2 separate regions of the Macaca mulatta genome follow, and region 1 is linked to region 2. The links are chromatin contacts, called in public Hi-C maps. All regions are on one chromosome and are shown on one strand. The core of a region is the stretch at or near the end of the contact, and the rest is flanking DNA. Distances in the headings are between cores, read along the strand shown.

Region 1 (4,974 bases), core at 513-3,012, 290 kb after region 2:
AGGGACTTCACTTGGCACTGTTGGAAGCAGCCTGAGGTGAAGCTGGGCAGGCTGATGTGATGGCCTGCAGCTCCAGTCACCAGCGGACTCTCCTTCCACAAAAGAGGTGCTGAAGCTCCTGAGGCACATGCTGAACTCTGATGTGGGGCTCTAGAGTTCCCCAGTCAGGCTAAAGGAAGTGAGCAGAGAGAACAAGATAAAGAATGGGCACCTCCTTATAATGGTTTCCTGGGAAAAGCTCACCACCTTCTGAGAAGCAGGAGAAATGACCACGCAGACCCCGAAGGCAGAGGCTGTCAGTCTCTGAGCCTGGGCCATGGCCGCTCGTTGTGTCAAAGGAAATGCTTCTAAGTGTGTAGCCCGCCTGCCTGGGGCACCTAAGCTGAGGGTTTGACCATGTGCTTGATGTTCATAGGTAAAACAACTGCTGCGACCTGCACTGGCCCAGCCCGGAGTGCCTGTGAGGGTCCAGCTGCCTGTTCTGCCAGTGTGCCTAGAGAGCTGGGACAGGCTTGGCCCTGTAGATAAAGTTCAATCTCCCCTGCCTGCAGAAGGAAGAATGTGAAGCACAGGGAAAGGAAGCTGGGATTCTGACTGCCTCTGTGTGCCCAGCCTGCTCTTTGCTGGTGCAGTAGTGGGGATCCACAAGGTGAACCACCCTGTGACTGCTGACTTTTCCCACCACCACCTTCGTGGTGTTCCCATCTGCTGGATCCCCTCCCAAACATCAGTCCTTGTCAGGATACCAAAGTAGCTCTTGGCCTCGCCGGTCTTGTAGCCAAGCTTAGAAGCATAGTTGTCACGTTCCCCACCTCCCACCAAAAGTCCGGGACTCTCACTAGGGGAGCGTTTTATCTTTGGGCCCCTAGAAGAGTGCTTTGTAGTTTGTAGGTCCTCAGAAATTTGAGGCGAAGATTGAACCAATCATCAAGGAGCTTACACTTGATGTGGGAATCACGTAAGTTATCGCTAAACCAGAAAAGTAGACCAGCCTCCCCCAGCTACAACCCGGGCACTGAGGGAGGAGCCTGGAAGAAGGGCATTCCCATGGAACGTGAACTCCAGGAGGGCGGTGCCTTGGTTTTGTTCACTCTATCCCCAGCCCCTAGAACTGTCCTGGCAAGGAGTGATAATAAGTGTTGCATGGATGAATGTACTCACGGAAGTGGGAATGGGTGGACAGAGGCAGGAAGCAGATATTTGCACTACGCAGAGATTGGATCCACCAGTTTCTTCCGCGAGCCCAGACTGGGCTTCAGCTTCCTCAGCTGTGTATGCCTTGCTTGGTTCCCAAGTCTGTTGTGAAGCCACAGTGAGAGAAAGTGGCAGGACTAAAGGTGGTACAAATGCCAGAGGCTGATACTGCTGTGCTGCACCTCCTTAGCCTGTACAAATTCTCCTCAGCCCCAGCTCCCTGGTCCCCAGCCTGGCCCTCTACTGCGGACCACTGGGGTGCCTCCCGTACCCAAGCCTGGGCCAGGCTGTCATTATGGTGCTCCTGGCAACCCAGATGCCGGGGGGTGTTGCTAAATCAACCTCAGCAACCGGATAGTTTGTTGGAGGCGGGAAGGTACGCCGTGGGTTCCGCCGCAGCTGGCGCTGGGACTAGGCGCACGCCCGTTGCCATGGAGACGGGGCGGGGCAGGCTCCGCTCTCGGGTTCCCGCGCGCACGCGCCCACGGCCACGGCCACGTCCCGCCGCGAGAGGGGGCGGAGCGAGCGTGCGCGGCGGGCGCGCGCAGGCTCCGTAACCGAGCCCTGAGCCGCCTGCGCGGATCGGCGTCCGCAGCGGGCGGCTGCTGAGGTGAGGGCCGGGCCAGAGAAGAGGCATACCCGCTGGGGCGTAGGTCTGGGACCCCTGTCCGCCCTGGCGCGACCTCAGGACTCCCCGTGTCCCCTCCGTGACCCCCGCGGCCCGGGCCGCTCTTTGCATCGTCTTGCCCACAGATGGCCTCGGGTCCGAGGGCCTGGATGCGACGTTGGGGCAGCCCCTACTCTTACGGGCAGCCCACTGCGGCGGCCACCGGTGCAGGGCATGCCCCGGGGCCGTGGAGGTGGGGGAAAGAGGCGCGAGTCGCGTTTTAACTCCGCCCCTGTCCCCCAAGGCCGCGCCTCGCAGCCTGGGCTGCAAACTTTAGCGTCCCTTAAGTTACAGATGTGCGTGGGGCTCCGTGAGGAGGTGGGCGAAGAGAAAGGCTCTGAGTAAATAGGCGAGGCCCGGGATGAGCAGGGGCTGGAATCCGAAAGTGGGAGGCGGCGGTCCCCGACCCACCATAGTCCACCCGCTGCCTGCTAGCACCGAAGTTTAGCCTAGGACTGGGGCCGTTTAAGGGCCCGGCCCTCCGCCGCCTCGCATGTGAGCGGCACCAGGAAGCCGGCTGGGCGCAGCCATCCCTGACGCTCGCCGGCACCGGCCGCACGCGTTCATGCCGGGCCTCCGAGCGGAGGGGAAACCGAGGCTAGAGGGAGGGCGCAGTCTGCCCAAGGTCGGCGGCAGCGGCAGTTTCTGAGCGCCAAGTGTGGTTGGAGCCCTCCAGGAAGAGGGGCGTGACCAGAGCTCCAGTGAAGAGCCCTGACCTTGTAAAGCTAGGTTTAGCTTCTGATTTCCCCCAAAGGGTTTGAGAATGGGACGACGGTGCTTTAGAGGCCCCGGTAGGCTTTCCCTGAGGAGGGTAGTCAGGGCACGATGGTCGGCTCAGTGGTTATTTCCTGGGCAGGGGTGGCTGTTCTTTCAGCTCCCAGCACTGGAGCGCTCGGCTCCTGCCGCACTGGATGCAAGCAGTTACTAAAAGTGAGCCTGGCATTTCAGGTGAACTCCCAGACCGTCTTCCTTTACTTTTGAATATAGGGGAAATTCATGTTACGCCTCCCCGTGCCGACCAAGCCTCTGAGACGCACAGGTGCATTCCCCCCCCCCCCCTTTCTGAGCAGTTTGGGAAGTGAGAGGAAGAGAAAGGTAGATACTAAGTTTCCTTGAGGAGACAGGAAGTGTTCAGCTGAAATGGCAGATCAGGGTGAGAGTCTGTCATTCCCAAGGCAAGTGGGGGCCTAGATGCTGAGAGTTTTCCAGCTTTGGGCTCAGAGATGTCCAACAAGGATTTAATGCTTGAGCCTTTCTGGAAGCCAGTCACCAGAGAAGAGAGAGAAAGTGGAAATGGGGGCCTGGAGTCAGAGTGTCTGGGCTTGTGTTGCCTGCATTTTGGTCCACGTGGCTCTGTTTAATACCTGTGTTACCTTAGGCAAGTCTCTTAACCTCTAACCACTTGTACCTTTAGCCTTACCTACCTCTTGATTGCTTTAAGGTAATGAAGTAGCTGTGTTTCAACATTTAGACAGTTCCTGGCATATAGTAAGTGTTCTGTGGAAGATTTCTCATCATTATCAAATAAAATTGGAATGAAAGTAACTGGAGATGAGATGAGTAGGACAGGCAGAAAAGAGAGAGATACTGATGGGTAGAAGCACAGATGGGTGAGACTAGTGGGCAACACCTCAATTTCCTGACACAAAAAGTTTAGAAATTTACTTTGCCTCTTTGTGAGCAAATACTGTGTGCTCATTGACTCCAAAGACGGTTTTTTTTTTTTTTTTTTTTTTTTGCATAAAATCAACACCCAGCACCCACAGGGAAGAAATAATTACACAGAGCTAAGTTTTCCACAAAGCTGCAGTGTGGCCTTTTCAGCTTCAAAACTTTTTAAATGTTAAATATTACTTTTAAATAATTGAGGTGGGAATGTCCCCCCAGTGGGTCACATGGCTCCCTTCCTCTTTAAACAGTCTTCTCTGGGCTGTGATTTATTCCCCCCGCCTGGGCAACTCAGGTCAAGCCCTCCTTGTAAGAGGGTTAGGCCTCTGACCCCAAGCTGCCTGAAGACCTAGGCAGCCTGCCTTGAATAGCTCACACACTGGCCTCTGTGTTACGTTCCTGGGCCTGCTGTTGAACAGCTTCTTTTCCTCTTATGGATAATTTTTACTTCTTCCTGCTATGCGACTCCCCTTTTAGCAGCCTTTTCCTCTTACTCCTCACTGTTTCTTCTATGGGCTGGAAAATTGGGATGAAGCTTGTTAACATTGGTGGTTCAAGTCTGGGAAGCTTAGTGTTGGACTTTGTTCTAGCTGTTCAGGCCGTTTTGCTCTGGTCTTTCCTCTGGTTCTGGATGGGTGAGCTTGCTGGATTGCAAGGTCCCTGAAGGCCAGATGTACTTAGAAAAGGAGAGTTTCTTATGGAATTCTCTTCCTGAGGCACATTTTCCCTCACGGGTTTTTGTTCGGTATGGTTTGTCTCCCTGTTCATTAATAAGTGTTTGAACCCTAGCATTTGCCAGTCCTCCCTCTGGCAGTCCTCCCTGAGGCTTGGGGAGGCTGGGCTGGTGGCGTGGTTCAGCTGTGGGGAGGAAGAGGTAATGTGGAGGAAAGGCAGGCTGGCTGGTATCTGGTGCATCTTGGGGGAGACTTTTCAGGGCCAGGAGTATGTCTCTGGCTGACTCATTCCTGTGCCCCTCTATGACTCAGTTTCCCCAGGTATGACCAGGGCTGCCAGCTCACAGGTAGAGCTGCTCTGAGATCCTCACCAACTGCGATTAAGAAATAAAGAGGCTTGTGGCTTCAGTCATCCTTTGTAGCTCCCTTCTAGGTCACTCTGTGTGTAAACACCTCTGGCCCCTCCCCTCTCTGGGTCAGAGCACCCAAGGCAGGACTGAGGAGGTTGGGCCAGAACTGCTTGGCGGGCAGGTGGGCACATTGTCAGAGCAGGCTACCAGCCTCCTCTCCCTTCTTTCTCCTTTACAGCTGCCTTGAGGTGCAGTGTGGGGGGTCCAGAGCCATGTCGGACCTGCTACTACTGGGCCTGATTGGGGGCCTGACTCTCTTACTGCTGCTGACGCTGCTGGCCTTTGCCGGGTACTCAGGGCTGCTGGCTGGGGTGGCAGTGAGTGCTGGGTCACCCCCCATCCGCAACGTCACTGTGGCCTA
Region 2 (4,576 bases), core at 1,848-4,347:
GGGCCACAAGCCGTTTTGCACAAATGCCTGTCCACCTGCCCCTCTTCCATCCAGGAGTGTGCTACTGAGGGGCTGGCTGGACCAACCTGCTGGCTCAGGCACGTGACTGGCCTAACTGCATGCCCAGGGAACTGCCAGGGTTCAATGGGCCAGCCATCTCCTACTCCATCTTGGATTTTTCTCTCCATCACATTATTTCTGACCATTTGCTCCCTTCCATTCTTGAAACACCTCATGCCCCACAGGAGCCCCAGTGGTGACTGGATCTGCAAGGGTTATCTCTCACCCTCTGGGGTTTGAGTGGAGGTATGGAGCCAGAGGGGCTATCCTAGCCACCTTCCTCCTAGGGGGAGCTGGTCCCCTTCCTAAGTGGTAGAGACTGGTGTAAGAGTGAGTCTGGGGTGTGGCAGGCGCCAGAAATCCTCGAAGCTTTCAGAAGCGTTCAGAATGCCTACCATCAGCTCCTGAATCAGGGATTTTCAGCACTACCTCTGAGCCATGGGGGTGGCTGCCTAGCCAGGCTTCCAGGCCCTGAGGACATGTGGTCAGGTTCAGCAGGCTCCTTGGTAAAGAGGGTGGGAGGGGGCTTCTCCTTTTGGAAGCAGATAGCCATGCAGGTAGAATTGTCATCTCCCAAGTGGCCACATACAGCAACCCGCTTCAGGCCATAGGGACCACCACTCAGGGTTTGGGGCTGGCAGGAGGGCAGTTTCTCCAGTCTCCCCAGTCTGTTGGTGTCTTTATAGGAAACTATAAAGCAGAGCAGTGGTGTCTTTAGAAGAAACTCATTCAAGTCAGGGCACTGATTTTCCTCTCAGTTTATTATTTGGGGGGATCGGGTCAGGTGGGTATAGTAGTACTTCACCAGGGTGCTTTTAAGTTACTTTAAAAAAAAAAAAAAGCCTACAAAATATTTCTTTTCTTTTATTTGCTCAAGTTCACATTAATGATGGTCACAAGGCTGCCTTGTTGGGCAGGCATGTTGCCCCCATTTCCTCTTCTGCTGGCCTGTGTGACCTCCACAGCCAGGCCCTGGGCCCGAGCCCCTCGTCCCTTCTCCACTGCCCCTATTTCCAGACAGTAAAGGCCATGGTCAGGGTGTTTTTCACTTGTAAACAAACCCCAGCTTGTTTAACAGAAATGCTAATAACCTACTGGGAAAGATGGAGGTCTAAATTACCTTCAGGGTTTTTCTGGGGCTTTATCATCAGTGTGGGTCCCTTCTGATACCATTAGGCTCACTCCAGGCAGAGTGGGGCAGAAGGCTGCTGAGGATGTGGGTCAGTCACAGCAGCCCTCACCTCAAAGGGCTGGCCTGCTTCTCAGCCTACATTTATTTGCAAGCTTCAATCTCTGGAGCATCTGGTGTTCACAGGTGTTAGAGGGTCGGGGCTAGCTTCAGATTTGATTCATAGGTAGGAGGGCTTAGATTTTAAGGCACTTCTGAACGTCAATCCCTGGACAAGGCAGTCATCCCATAAGAACAGCTACCTTCTCCACTTCGTGGCACAAGAGGTAAGGAGGGGAGTATGGGTTCATTTGGCTTCGCATTATGCAAGTTGAAACCGTTTGTTTCCCCTTTCCATTTTCCCTAACTGAATGAAAAGGACACATTCTGAAATCCCTTTTGTTGGAGAATTATTCAGTCTGAGGGGAAATGGGAGGCCAGAGATGAGAACCCTTTGAGAAGATTGTAAAATACTGATTTTCATTCTTTCAAGCTTATTTGTAAATACCTATTTGAATGCTGTGTATTTGTACAGGAATTTGAGCAAAAAATGTATAGAGTGTGATGTCCAATTGGTATTCAGCACTATAAATGTGTTTTTAACCTCACGCATTCTGTGCTTATTTAAAACAAGAAAACTTCTAACCATTCTTTTGTGTATTCATGTTTAAAGAAAACAAGTGATTTAAAAATGATCTTACCTGTACCAGAAAAGCAAAGTTAAAGGAAACAAAATTTGTACCATTGTCCCAAGAGGTATTTTACTGTATATATTGTGGTAGCATGTTCAAAATCCAACAAGTAATGTGAATTTTAGATGTAAATATCTGCCACTTGATTTTTTCCCCCTTTCCCCACTTCCTTGACTGCTGTGATGTGAATTAAAGATGAATATCTGATAATGATCCACTGAATTCACTGAATGGGAGCGGAGGATGTGCCCCTCTCCAACCCTTGTCGCCGGGCTCCAAGCCCTTTTTAGCCCCATAGACATGTCCTTTTTGCACTGAGTAGAGCCAACCCTTCCCCAACGCAGGAAGCCAGGGGGGCACTTGAAAGGAGGGCAGTCGAAATGGAAACATCCTCCAGTGCTTCTCTGCTGATCCCCGGGACCCCACTCAGGAGGCCCCTCAGCAACAGGGGACCCCGAAGGCCTAGCGGGGAGGCAGGAGAAGGCGGGCCAGCCACTGAGCCACGCTTCTGAGCTTGTAAGGGCACCTCCCGAGCCCCTCACCTTCCCACGCTGAGGCGACCCCATATCCTCGACCGATGATCCGGCCCGGGCGCTGCCCTCCACGGTCTAGAGTGGCGGCCCAGCTTTGAGATTGGCGCGCCTTGAGCCCTTCCTCCGGATGTCCCGCAGTCCGTCCACCCCGCACGTCTCCTGTCAGCCTACGCACGGCGGGCTCTGGTCAGGTGGAGGTTCAGCAGATGGGCTTCCAAAGGTTGGGTCCGTTGCCCACGCGTAGGAAAGAAGAAAAAAGGAAAGAAACTTTTGAGTCTTGCCTGCGGTCGCCCGCCCTCCCTGCCTAACCTGCTGTCTTGGCTGACCCCAGAACAACTGCGCCACGAGTCGGAGTCCGGGCGAGGAAATCCGCAGGGTTTTTCGAGCAAGCCTGGGGCCCAGAGCAGGGGTACGCGGGTCAACTCAACAGATGTAAGGCAGTGGCGAACCCCATTTCAGCTAGCGGTACCCAGCCTCAGTAGAGTCGCTGCCCTTACCCAATATGGTGGCCCACGCCGCTTCCGTCGCTGCTGTAGCCGCTTCCTGCGGCCGGCCCGGGTTCAATCAGCGGCCGACAACTGTCTAGGGCTCAGACACCACCAGCCAATGAGGGAGGGTAGCGTGGAGCCGCCCGTCTGGGCTCCACGGCTTATGGACCAATGGAGATGTGGCGTGTGGGAGGGCGCGGAGGGCCCCCCGCCAATGGGGAGCTACGGCGCGCGGCCGGGACTTGGAGGCGGCGCGGCGCGGCGGGTGCGGTTTAGTCGGTCGGCGGCGGCAGCAGCGGCGGAGGAGGAGGAGGAGGATGTGGGCTACGCAGGGGCTGGCGGTGGCGCTGGCTCTGAGCGTGCTGCCGGGCGGCCGGGCGCTGCGGCCAGGCGACTGCGAAGGTGCTGGATGGGGGGCCTGGGGCCGCGCTCCGTGACCGTTCTGGCGACGGCGCTGAACCCCACAAAATCACCAGACGGCGGGGGCCAAGAGGGCGGGGGCGAGGGCGGGGGCGGGGGCGACGGGGGGTCCCGGCGGGGCCTGCACGAGGAGGCTTCGGCGCCCGCCCTAGTAAATCTTGCCCGGGCCTAGAAAACATTGGTCCGACGAGGAAAAGTTGAGACTAGATCCCGTTGAAAACTTGGCCTGAAATCTCCATCACGCCTGAGTTATTGTCCCCACCACCGTCCAGAGGTTACCGCTCCCCGTCCGACGTCGGGAGCCCCAGGGCTGGCCGTGGGTGCTGCGCCCTGTCTGTTGGGATCACGAAGCTGCACCTCTGGGTGCGCTGTTGTATTTGGAAATTAGCAGCAGCATTTTGATGGTTTTTCTCCTCACCTTCCAGTCTCTCCATTTACGAGGTCACAGTGAGTCCCGTCTCAAGGACACGTGTTCACCATGGGCTTAAACTTGATGAAAGGAGCAGGGAGGAGTCGTTTATAGGTCATTGGGTGATGCTTGGTCTTTTGATTACCTGGGTGTACCAGGGGACCCCTGCCACCTTGAACCGGGTTCCGTCTACCTGTAGGCAACTGAGAAAAATCGGTGATGGAAAAGCTCACCTCTAATGATTCATCCTCATGTCTCCTATTAAAATTGTTGGCGGAGTTCCTTCCTGGTGGATTGGAACAGCTTGGTGATTGCTGAGCATCTCCCGTCCCTCTCTTTTCCAGTTTGTATTTCTTATCTGGGAAGATTTTACCAGGACCTCAAAGACAGAGATGTCACATTCTCACCAGCCACTATTGAAAACGAGCTTATAAAGTTCTGCCGAGAAGCAAGAGGCAAAGAGAATCGGTTGGTAAGTAGTTGGTGACCCTCCCCAACTGGCCCTGGCTCATGTTAACCCTCAGCTTCACTAGCCTTTTGATAAAAGGCCTTGCCCGCCTGTCTATTCAGGAAGCCAGCTACTCTCCATAAACTAACGTGAGACTGAAGTGTTTCTATGTCCTTCCCAAAGCAGGCATGTATTCTGCAACTGTGATTTTTTTTTAATCCTGTTAGTCCTTATTAAGCACCTACTATGTGCTGGGCACTGGGAGTATCAGGGGAAAGAAGTGACAGTCAGGCACACAAATAATGCAGTGTCTGGGTGTCATGAAGAAAATGGACCATTAGGTGCTGATTTAGAGTGG

Evidence for each region. Hi-C and Micro-C count contacts between places; a contact is called where the count stands out from the background.
Region 1: a contact with region 2 is called in a Hi-C map of CD4 T cells, with 4 times the contacts expected there. The contact joins the promoter of TEX264 here to the promoter of MANF in region 2. A contact is called at or near these places in 4 of 14 Hi-C or Micro-C datasets (CD4 T cells, fetal cortex germinal zone, fetal cortical plate and 1 more).

Annotation. Positions count from the first base shown.
Region 1 is chr2:115,141,457-115,146,430 of T2T-MMU8v2.0, forward strand. It overlaps TEX264 (testis expressed 264, ER-phagy receptor), which reads left to right and starts at 1,763. Exons shown (of 5, transcript NM_001266193.1): 1 at 1,763-1,804; 2 at 4,792-4,974. The coding sequence starts at 4,826.
Region 2 is chr2:114,854,468-114,859,043 of T2T-MMU8v2.0, forward strand. It overlaps MANF (mesencephalic astrocyte derived neurotrophic factor), which reads left to right and starts at 3,098. Exons shown (of 5, transcript XM_015130831.2): 1 at 3,098-3,143; 2 at 3,146-3,343; 3 at 4,115-4,242. The coding sequence starts at 3,113. It overlaps LOC114676355 (a long non-coding RNA gene), which reads right to left and starts at 2,678. Exons shown (of 2, transcript XR_003727309.2): 1 at 2,463-2,678. It overlaps DOCK3 (dedicator of cytokinesis 3), which reads left to right. Exons shown (of 54, transcript XM_077992951.1): 54 at 1-784.